Linked DNA regions of Zea mays: region 2 is linked to region 1. A link is a contact called in public Hi-C data. All regions are on one chromosome and are shown on one strand. The core of a region is the stretch at or near the end of the contact, and the rest is flanking DNA. Distances in the headings are between cores, read along the strand shown. Region 1 holds the start of LOC103630125 (heat shock 70 kDa protein 14). Region 2 holds the start of LOC103631449 (signaling peptide TAXIMIN 1).

Region 1 (5,527 bases), core at 1,081-3,580:
CTCAGTGAAGGCCTGGAGCGCGACTACAATCTGCGTAGTCGCGGCCCGGCGCTGTTAGGTGCTGAGGCGCTTGACAGCAGCACAACACAGCTTTCTAAACATTAATATGTATAAGTCAGTATGCAATTATTTTAGTATCCATTAGTGTGACAGACCGGCAGTGGAATAATATAACCATTCGGTAGCTTAAACCAGATAAAAAGATGAGCTCAAACCTGGAATTCCCGCACTTTGAAAGTGGGGCTGAGCATAGCACACTGAAGAGCACATCCTCGTGCAACACACTCACTTGCATTCATGGTTCGCCTTGGCTCCTTCCCAAAAAATTCAGTGATTATCTTGATTATGGCCGGAACACGAGAACCAGATCCGACAACCTCAACAATGTGCACATTTTCAGTTGTCAAGCCAGCTTCAGTCAAGGCCTTCTCCAAGGGTCCTTTGACACGTTCCAGCACAGGTGCACTGATGTGTTCAAACTCGTCCCTTCTAATAAACCCTCTCACATCCTTCTCATCCATCAAGCACTCAATGTTCAGTGGAGCCTCTGGGTTGGCACTCAGCACCTTCTTAATCTTCTCACACGCCACACGCAACCTAAGGCATGCGCGGGCATTCTGGTAGACGTCAAGCTTGTACTCTTCTTTGAACTTTGCCACAAAGTGCTTGAAGAGGACCTCATCGAAGTCCCTGCCGCCAAGAGAACGGTCATATGCATGTGAAAGCATCTTGAGCTGTCCCTTCTTGTAACCGACAATGCTGACCTGCATGCTAGCATGACCAACATCAACAAACGCGACGTTTAGCTGGTCATGCTCTGGGAGGTCAGTCTTATAAATGCCATAAGCCAACGCCGTGGCAGTTGTCTCATGGAATAGCCGCAAAGGCCGGAGGCCGGCAATAGTAGCAGCATCAAGAACAGCCCTGCGCTGCAAATCAGTGAAGTACACAGGGATGCCAATGCAGCAATCAACAACCGCAGTCTTCAGGTTCCCCTCGGCAATGCTCTTCAGATTGGACAGCACCATGGCAAGCAGCTGAGTGGGGGTGAACGTCCGCTCCTCACCCAGGAACCGTACATGGACCAGGGGAAATCCATCGGGCCCCTCCGTGACACGGAACGGGAAGGAGGCGATATCGCTCTGCACCTCCGGGTCGGAGAACTTGCGGCCGAGCAGGCGCTTGATCTGAGAGATGGAGTTTCTGGGGTTCATGGTTGAGGACGCGGCACCGGCCGTACCGATAAACCGCTGCTTGTCCCCGAAGCAGACGATGGCTGGGGTCTCGCGCTTGGACTCCTCGTTGAGGACCACGTCGATGCCGCGCTGCCGCGCGACTGCCACGATGCAGCTCTCATTGCCGAGGTCGAATCCCACAACGCTCATCTTCGGTTCACCCTCAGCTGCTGACCACTACCAAATAGATCTCTAATAGCAATCAGTCCCTGCAAACAGCAGCGAGAGCTAGCTGTTAGGCACGCCAGCGGCATCACAATAATTCATGGAATATATAAACGTCAACCTTGTCCTCCTCGGCCATTGAAAAATCTACAGAAGAAATCGGCTTTTCAATCGATAAGCGACACAACCTAATCTAAAACCTCAGGAACCCCAAAAGCCCGGCCCTCGGCTAAATCTCGAGAAACATATATAAAACGCGATTTCAAAACGCTAAAAAATTCAAAGACAGAAAACTGCCTGGTTTAGACGAGCATAGAGCTCTCGCGCGGAGAAAGAAGGCGGAGGAGGGATCGGATCGTACCTGCGGGGGGCGGTGGCGCGGGGCGGGGCCGTTGCCGTTGGAGACCTCCTGAAGCTCGGTCCTAGCACGAAGCTGCCCCTCGACTTCTCGCGTCGTAGTCGTCACTCGTCGTCGTTGTCTCCACGAGTGGTTTCGCGAGGGAAGGCGGCGATATATCTCACCGGGTACGAGGGCCGGGGGCGGCGGGGCGGGCCGCCGTGGTGCGGGGTGTGGCCGTGAACGTTCTAGGAGTTGCCAGAGATGTTGTTCATTCTTCCGTCTGACGTGTTGGGCCCACGTTCGCAGGCGCACGATAGAACGTTCTGGGCTCTTCCGGACTCCTGTACGAACAGAGGTCGTGGAATCCTGCTGGTTACCTCTAGAGCAGATCGTACACATCTCTACTAACTATTACGTATCTCGTGCTCACCCGACGAACGTACTCATACGAGCACTTTAAATCGTGAGTGTTCCTTCTTAATCCAACGATCAAGCTGCTGGTTAGGAACACTCATCGTTGAGGTGGGAGGGCTTAAGTGAATAAAAAGCACTAATCGTTGAATTAAGAAGAAACACTCACGATTTAAAGTGCTCACATGAGCACGGATATTGCGTGAGCACAAGATACGTTCCCTAAAATGTTAGTGTAGACTGCCCCCGCCCTCCTCTCTGCGCGTGCTCCTCCTCCCCCACCCGACCGTAAGCCGGCAATGGCGGCCGCCCGTGCCCCCCTCCCCCCGCAAACCCCTTCCCCCTGTGTTCCTCCCCGTCCTCTTCCTCGCCTCGTGCGTTCCGCCCGTCGCGCCGTCCTCGCGGAGCTTCCAAAGCCTCCAGTCCCCCAATGGACTCCTCCCCATCTGTGCTCCGCCGCCGCCACCGCAGCAACAGTCTCCTCCACCGCTTGCTCGACCTGACCACCGGGTCCTGCCCCGAAGCAGGCGGGGACGGCGACAGCGACGTCGTGGGAGGCGTCGGGCTGGCGTCCGTCGGGGCCGCGGAGCCTTCCCGCGGGCCGAGCTGGAGCTTCAGCGCGCCGCTTCCCCCGGCCCCCTAACGGTGCTCCTCGGCCGCATGCTAGGGTTGGGGCTGGCCACCGACGAGGCGGAGCGCATCGGCCAACGGCCTGGCGGTGAGCGCGCGGCTGTCCCAGTCCCACAGCATGGGGTTCCAGTTCCCCGTAGCGGCCTGTTTATGGCAGTTCTGGTGAAATATAGAAAATCATCGACCAGGTAGGTCTCCGTCGGTTCGTCGGGCGCAATAGAAAAACCACTGAACGCCTCGTCGCTCCTGCCCTGCCCCCCGTATCTATACCACCGAAGGCGAGGAGGGGGCCAAGGACGAGCGCCTTTTCATGCCCGCTGGCCATTGCCGCTGCTCACGAGCCTCCCGCCTCGCGCTGCCCTGCCCTCTACGGCTCTGCCCCAGGAGAGCCAGACAGCCAGGTAAGGGCTTGTTCGGTTCTACCCCAATCCATATGGATTGAGGGGGATTGAGGGGGTTTTAATCCCTAGTAAGTCAAAATCTCTCTCAATCCGTATCGATCCCCTCCAATCCATATGGATTGAAAATAACCGAACAAGCCCTAAAGGAGCCGTCAAAAGCCCCCGCCGAGGAGAGCACGCAAGGGTAAGCCCACCTACCAACGAAGCCCCATCTCTTCGCCTTGCCCTTCTGCTTCGATTAGATTGGATCCCGGTCGCCGTCGCTGCAGGTGGGATTTGCCCCCCTTTTTTTCTTCATCGCCGCAGCTCCTTCCCTCGGGCCGTGTGTAGATCTGCACGTTCCCTGGCGTCTGCTCGGTGTCATGCCTTCATTCATCTCCGTCGAATTCTCGGTAGATACTACGTTCCATACTCTACGGTTATTGGATTATGTAGGCAATTTGATCTAGCTGGGTAGGTCCATAGGTTAGTTATGGCAAATAGGAATGTCGTTGGCCTCATTTTCTCAAGAGTTGGCAAGTCAGGCATAGACCTGCGTCTGCTCTGAGTTCTGTCCATATATACTCCATGAATGAACTCAGCAATTCTGTTGAACGATTCGCGTTGTTATATACTGCGTGCTAGACCGACTCACGGACATTTTTTCATATATTAATGCACTGTTACTCAAGGTCATGATGGATCTGATATTCTGACTCCCAGTATTAGTGCGTGTCTCTAGGTGTATGCCTGTACGTTATTATGGCGCCAACATATTATGATAAAATACATTAATATATAGATTCATTAATCATCATTCCACATATATGTTCCCCAATGAGCAAACTGATGTCAAGAAAACAAAAAGATGGAAAACAAAAAGGATTCAACGAGGCTAAAGTCACGCATTTTATGTAACTCTGTATAAAATTGTAAGTTTGTTTTTATCATGATTTTCATAGATGTTCTGGTGTAAATTTAATATATATTTTTTCTTTATTAATTTCTTAAGAATTAAAGCCGGAGGTCTTAAAGATTTGTTCTTAACAGTTTATATTGTCAGTTTTACAATATCATATATCTCATTACACTGGTTGTTGTTCTTGGATTTGAAATTTCTATTGGAGTTGTTGTCTTGAACTCTGGATAGCATGTTGTGGTAAGAGCAGCTGATGATAAGATAATATATATGTTGCTCACGTAAAGGAGAAGTGTAGAACAAAAAGGTCTCGACTTATAGTGAGTTCGTTTTCCCACTATTCTGTAATCTTTCAGTTGGTTTGACCACGGTTGAAGGAATCTGATACTGCTACCGAGACATGAGAGACTATGCATGAGGCATGCAAATTAACAAGACTCATACAAGCGCGGAACAGTGTGCTGATGGAGCATAAGGGTAACACATGCTAGGTCTTAACATATTTGGCTTACGAGTAAACTTTCTCCAGACCCCAAGGAAATATAAGATCCAATTAGATATGTGTCGATGCTCATCTCAGCATACTCCCGTTGCAACGCACGGGCACACACCGCGTGCCCCTGCCTCCCCTCTCTGCGCGTGCCCCCGTCTCCGCGAAACCTCCGCGACATCGACGCCGACTCCGCGCACATGGAGCTCCGACTCCACGAAACCCCCCCCCCCCCACCTGCGTCGGATAGCCAACCTCCGCACGCGACCTCCGCAACCTCCGTAAACTGCTATTGTAGCTCCATCTCCATGACATTTGCGCCAATGACTCCATGACCGCCTCCACCACGATGGCTCTACCACACCGTGCGCCCCATCGCAAAAACCTACGCAATGCGCCATGCGGCTCCCACCCGCCGTGCCCCTGCCTCCCCTCCGCATACGCCATGCTTGTCGTTTCGTATATATATTTTATTTATAATATTTTTTACTTCCGTGGCAACGCACGGGCACATATCTAGTAGACACCTAAAACAATACTCGTCGTATGTTTGTTTATATTTGAACTAAACTGAAAAAAACAAAGAAGTATAATATAAGTTATAATGCGTAAGTTGCTAGAGATAGTCTAATGCATCTCTATAAAATTATGCACAAATAAATATTTAATAGATTCAAACACATAATCACACCTATTTAACTAATCTCTACTACTTATTAAGGCGGGTGTTCTGCCATTCCCATTACCCCCTCCTCGCAAATCCTATTCCCATTCCCACGTGCATCCCACGGCTAGCTAAAATTAAATTAAAAAAAACACAAATGTGGCTCCAATGGGATTCAAACCTGCGACCTCTCAAGCAAATGTGCTCGTAGCTACCACTATACCACATGTGTGTTTATGTCAATATTTGTTACAGTAAAAATATATACTACATCTCTCCCAAAGCCCACCTGC
Region 2 (5,527 bases), core at 1,938-4,437, 170 kb after region 1:
TGGTGGCTGCCCCTTCTAATCTCCAATGCCCTTGGCCATAGCTCGCATGCTTATAATAATTCTTTTGCTAAGTTTTTAATTGTGTATGATGGTGAATTGGAAAGAAATTTGATTAATTATACTATTGAATTTTTGAAAATGATTATGTCTGTCATATCTGATGGATATCCGAAATCCGTTCGAAATCTGATGGATACGAACATAGATATATAATTCTACCCAGGGTATGATCATGGGTGCATATTGGTTGCAACCACACATGTGGTTGCGGACGGACTTTTGCAATATTCGATCTGAATCCGATCCGTTGTCATCCCTAATTCTGCATCTATCAACCTGGATAAAACTAGTGACGTTGGAGATAGGTCTAAACCGTCATCTCCCAGTCAACTATGGTTACAGAGGATCGTTGTCGTCATATGATGTATTTTAGTAAGCTATTTTATACAGAACTTCTATTATATAATAAAGTTGTGATATTAATTTCTGTACCATTAGTCATCATATGTGTGAGACTTAATCCTATCACGAATTTGAGACGCACCTGAATTTGCCATTAAATCCGGGTGTGACAAAGTGCGTAAAATTGACGTCTGCTTCTTAACCTTGGTTGCCATCTCGCCCTCAACTAATAAAATACCAATATTTGGTCCGAAAACTTGGTTGGCTACATAGCGAGTTAGACCACCTTAGGATCCGGATAAGTTCCAAAACCAAGATCGGAACAAAAAATAGATACTTTAATCGTAAGTTGAGCACCCAAATGGCATAGCTACCTAAGTTCAAGGGATGAAAATATAAGTTATGAGACTATATGGTATAGACCTGCTAAGTTCAGGGACTAAAAAGTAGGTATTGTAGAAGTTATGAGACTATATATAGTATCCAGCTATGTTCAGGAACTAAAAAGTAGGTATTTTAATTAGAAGATGAAGGACTCGGATGTATAGCCAGCCAAGTTTGAGTATTGAGTGTGAATTTGATACCAAATGACAAGTAAGCACCTAAATCACACTAGGATGAAGCAATGACTGTAATTGATTTGTTGCTTTAAGGAGTTGTGACGATATGATTCAACCGTATTCCTACAATGCAAACAGGTCCAAGGATCTATTGGTGTGTTTGAAGTACTAGTTTTTCACTTTTTCACTCTGCTTTAGAAGGTGTTTGGTTTCTAGAGACTAATTTTAGTCTCTCTATTTTATATCATTTAGGGCACGTTTGCAACCTTGGCCCGACGGCCTGGCTATGCTCGCGGGATGCAACACCTGTGTTTGTGTGCCATGACTTGCTTTGGAGCTCGGTTCTGCGCGTGCAAAAGTGGCTCTTCAGCCTGGCTCCCAGGAAACGAAGGCAGGCTCCGTTTTTTTAGAGCTCAGCTCCTCGTGGCGCAAATCAGCTGCTCATGGTTGCTCCCAAGAAACAAAAGTGACTCTTAGCCTGGCTGTCTACGTGTGGCAAACACCAGCTCACATAGACCAGACTTACTTGGTACAAGTGCACAAACAAAACATGTTGCAGCAATTGGGACCGGCTAGCTTCAGCCTGGACCACACGAGCGAGCCGAGCCGGTCAGATACATGTCGCAAACACACCCTTAGTAAATCTGTTTCATCGATCTCTGTTTTTTCGATCTATGTTTTGTATGTTTTTGTAAACTAGCTCCCAGGCTTTGTATTCTTTTGTTTCAAAACAAACCACGTCTGATATAGCATTTGCCGCGCAACTAAAAATCACAGAGCTCAAAAAAAAAAAAAAAATCGGATGTTCAAACCTGTAAATCTATATTGTTAACCTCTCTTTTGTCTTACTCATTTGCTCTGCTCCAGTGCGCCTATGCTGGGTGACGGGTAGTTTCAGCTGTATACTCACCATTTGCTCTATCTTTAGATTTGTGAGGAGACTGAAGCCATATTTCAGCATCACCAACTCCTATATATACAAACAGCTCTGGCTCCTTCAGACTTCATATATAAAGAGCCAACTTTAAGTGACCATTTGGCAGGGTTCTCGAGAAGCCGGAACCCTGTCAAACATGACCTATATGAAATCTACCATACCTCTATACCGTTCTTAAAATAGCTGTGCAACTGCAACTCTTTATTTTGACCTATATTGAAAAGTTAAACGGCAATCCAGAAGCTCGAAGAAACATGACAGATTCTAGTCTGCACCGAAACCCCGTGTCCTGTGTAAACTGTCCATGCGCTGCCCCTTGTTGGCTATCGCTCACAAACCATCCTCCGACTGCTTGTCTAGCAGGGTATCTTGGATGTGAACCAGGTGATGACGTGCAGCGGCGCCTTGATGAGCTCCACCGCCGCCTCCAGCACCACCGTCACGCAGAGGCAGCACGGGCAGATGCACGATATGGGCAGCCTGAACGGATCACAGCAAGGGGCGTACGTGTTGTTGTTGTTGTTATCGTCGCCGCCGAGAGCCCGGGAGTAAATAATAATAATCCACACGGAAGCAGAGGCAAAACAGTCAAGGCGCGGTAAGGAAAGGTACTTGCCCGATGATCCAGATGATGGCGCCGACGACGGAGACGAGGACGGCGAGCAGCGCGAACGGCAGCCCCAGCAGCCAACCCAGCGGCCGGCACTCGCGGCCGTCGCCGCCGCAGCTATAGATGGCCAGCCGTGCCGGGCTAATCGGGCCGGCCCGGAGCACGGCACGGCACGGCTGGTGTCGGGCCCGTGCCGGCACGGCCTGATAGGTAGTGCCGTGCCTGGGCCGAGCATCAGGCACGCTGGGCCGGCACGGGCACGGCACGATTAGACCCTAGGCACGGTTAGGCACGATTATGCATGATTAGATCCAAACACGACTAGTTAGCTGTGTGCTGTAATCTTTTTTCTTATCTAGGGTTTTCTCATAAGGGTGAGTTTTTACCTAAATAGGTTTTTAATGAGTCAGCAATTGCACTAAACAGTTCAATATTAACTATTTTAGTATGTTTTAACTCTGTTTGTGAATATTTGACTAAAATTCTGTGGTATAGTGCTAAACGGGCTAAACGGGCCGGCACGGCACGGCTAAGCAGGCTTAGTGCCGTGCTTGGGCCTGGCCTCAGGTACTAGTGCCGTGCCGGTACGGCACTAATATTAAACGGGCCAAACAGGTCGTACCCTAACCGTGCCTGGCCGTGCCCGGGCCGGGCCGTGCCGTGACGCCCATTTGGCCATCTCTAGCCGCAGCACATCACGGGCAGCAGCCTTGCCTCCCCTGTTCCTTGGCTTTTGCTTGATTCGTTCCGTGCTCCTTGCTAATCTCTACTACTTATTAAGGCTGTAAGGGTAGCCTGCCGTTCTGCCTTCGTTCAATCTGGATCGTCCATCGCTGTTCTGCCTTTGTTCAATCTGGATCGTCCATCGCCACATTAAACCCTCGTGCTAGCCGCGCCCTCACCCCGCCCCATCCGCGCGCTCGCTTCGCGCAAAAAATCAACACAACTTGACAATACGAAGAGCTGATTACACGAACTGACTGCTTCCTCTATAGCAGGAAGGTTTATAAGTTGCTACCGCAACCTTTGGCTGGCCAATATGGTACATTATATTTGCGTGCGCGGTAGCCTGCGTGGGCTGAGTTATTTGGTTACCGTATGAGGCCCATCTATCCATTAAATTCTATAAGGCCCATCTGAAACTTGAAATGAAAAACCCTAGAGACTTCACGCAGCCATTCTTCACGCACGCGGCCGCCGCGCTGGGCAGCGACTGGTCCGCCACCCACGCCGAGGTCGCCCGGCGCTCGCGGAGTTCTGCGACAACGCGGCAAGGCCGGCCTGCGGCAGGAGGCCGTGGTCGCGGACGCCGTCCCGCGGCTGGTGTGGATGCTGGAGGCCAAGCCCGCGGGCGAGCGCGACGCCACACCAACTGCTTCTGTTCTCTGTCCCAAGTTTGTTAGCCCTCACGTTTGCCTGAGATCTTTCAGTTACAATTCCTCCGGATCTTAGCCCAATAACTAAAACTTAGTTTCTTGATTACAGACAAGCCAGGGCCCAACGTATGCTTCTGTCTGGTTCAGCTATTTACTTTAAATCTAGAGCTAGCAGCTGCCCTACTTTTCAATCTTACATGATTGTGCTCTGAAAATTGAACCCAGGGGTGAGTGGTGGGGTTTGATGAATACAACTCCCAGGTGGATGTCGCCGTGTCCGGTGAAATAGCCGCATCTGTAAAGCATATAGACCCAGGCACAGACAGTGATGCCGGGATTGGGAATTGGGATTAAGTAGCGCCGTGGCCGCTCCGGCCCAAAGTGTATCGAAGTGTATGCGCTGATTGGTTGTCTACCTCTGTTGTGAGTTTGTTCCTGCGTGGTAAAAATACGTACCTTGTTGTTGGTAGATGGCTCGTTGATGGGGTACATTGGATTGGTGGTCCTCCTGAAGACTACATTCCTGACTGGTTGTGTGTGATGAGAGATCTTCCAGAACTTGTGCTGAAGTATATGTTCCTGCATAAGACAAATTAGAGTTTTGGTCAGGTAGGTGCTTACCCAAGGTTTTGTGTCCATTGGTTTCTTCAGAATGAGCTGAGTTGTTGACTGCTATATGTGCGGCTATTTTCATTATGAACTTGCACAACTGTCCATGATTTTGGAATTGAATCTCTTGTCGTTCCTGGCTTTCCAAATGTACCGAATCATCAGGAGTATATGGTTGGATCAGAGCTGAAAAAATTTCCTGGACTCCATCTTGTTCCTGAGGGAGGTTAGTAGTACGTAGAAGAGGGATAGAAGAAAGTTAGTAAAATGTATCAGCGGTACTTGGAACTTTTGAACCTAAGCTAAACTTTCCATCATTATTTTATTTTCTTACGAGGCTACAGGCTGTGTTATTTGTCCAAGCAACTTTCTTTATGATCTGGCATTGAACCTTTTTTTGTATGTAGCAAAATACTTAGCACACCAACGATGGCAGCTACTTACCAAACTGGCCTTGTGGCCGAGCCACAGTTGCTGAACACTGAAATTATCACTCGAAGGGCCACCTACTTTGTTGCTGACACTAACAGAAAAGACAAATGTGTCGGATACTTGGATGTGTTTGTACACCAGGCACGCGACATCCACAATGTTTGTGTCTATCACAAGCAGGATGTGAATGCAAAGCTGTGCCTCACGAGCAGCCCTGATATTTTGTGCTCAACCAAGGTGATCAGTCATGCTGGGCGCAACCCAGTATTTGAGGAAAGCCTACGCCTTGATGTGCAAACTGTGGATGCTTCTTTCAAGTGCGAAATATGGATGTTAAGCAGAGTGAGGAACTACCTGGAGGATCAGCTCCTTGGCTTTGCCCTTGTTCCTCTGGTAGACATTGTAATTGGTAATGGAAAGCTGGTCCAGGAGTTCTCCTTGACATCTACTGACATGTTCCACACACCAGCTGGATTTGTGCACTTGTCCTTGTCATATGCTGGTTGTTCCCCAGATGTTGTCCTCATCTCATCACCCAAAAGTCCCCATCAACAGTGGATGATTCTGGAAATGATCATGTGGTTCCTGCTCAACTTGAGAA

Evidence for each region. Hi-C and Micro-C count contacts between places; a contact is called where the count stands out from the background.
Region 2: a Hi-C map of tassel shows a contact between it and region 1, with 3 times the contacts expected there. The contact joins the promoter of LOC103631449 here to the promoter of LOC103630125 in region 1. A contact is called at or near these places in 3 of 25 Hi-C or Micro-C datasets (ear, leaf and tassel).

Annotation. Positions count from the first base shown.
Region 1 is chr6:141,872,275-141,877,801 of Zm-B73-REFERENCE-NAM-5.0, forward strand. LOC103630125 (heat shock 70 kDa protein 14) reads right to left here and starts at 2,331. Exons shown (of 10, transcript XM_008651212.3): 1 at 1,762-2,331; 2 at 216-1,444. The coding sequence starts at 1,385.
Region 2 is chr6:142,038,581-142,044,107 of Zm-B73-REFERENCE-NAM-5.0, forward strand. It overlaps LOC103631449 (signaling peptide TAXIMIN 1), which reads right to left and starts at 3,188. Exons shown (of 3, transcript XM_008652360.4): 1 at 3,138-3,188; 2 at 2,516-2,784; 3 at 1,734-2,379. The coding sequence starts at 3,188. The coding sequence ends at 2,256. It also overlaps the pseudogene LOC103630128.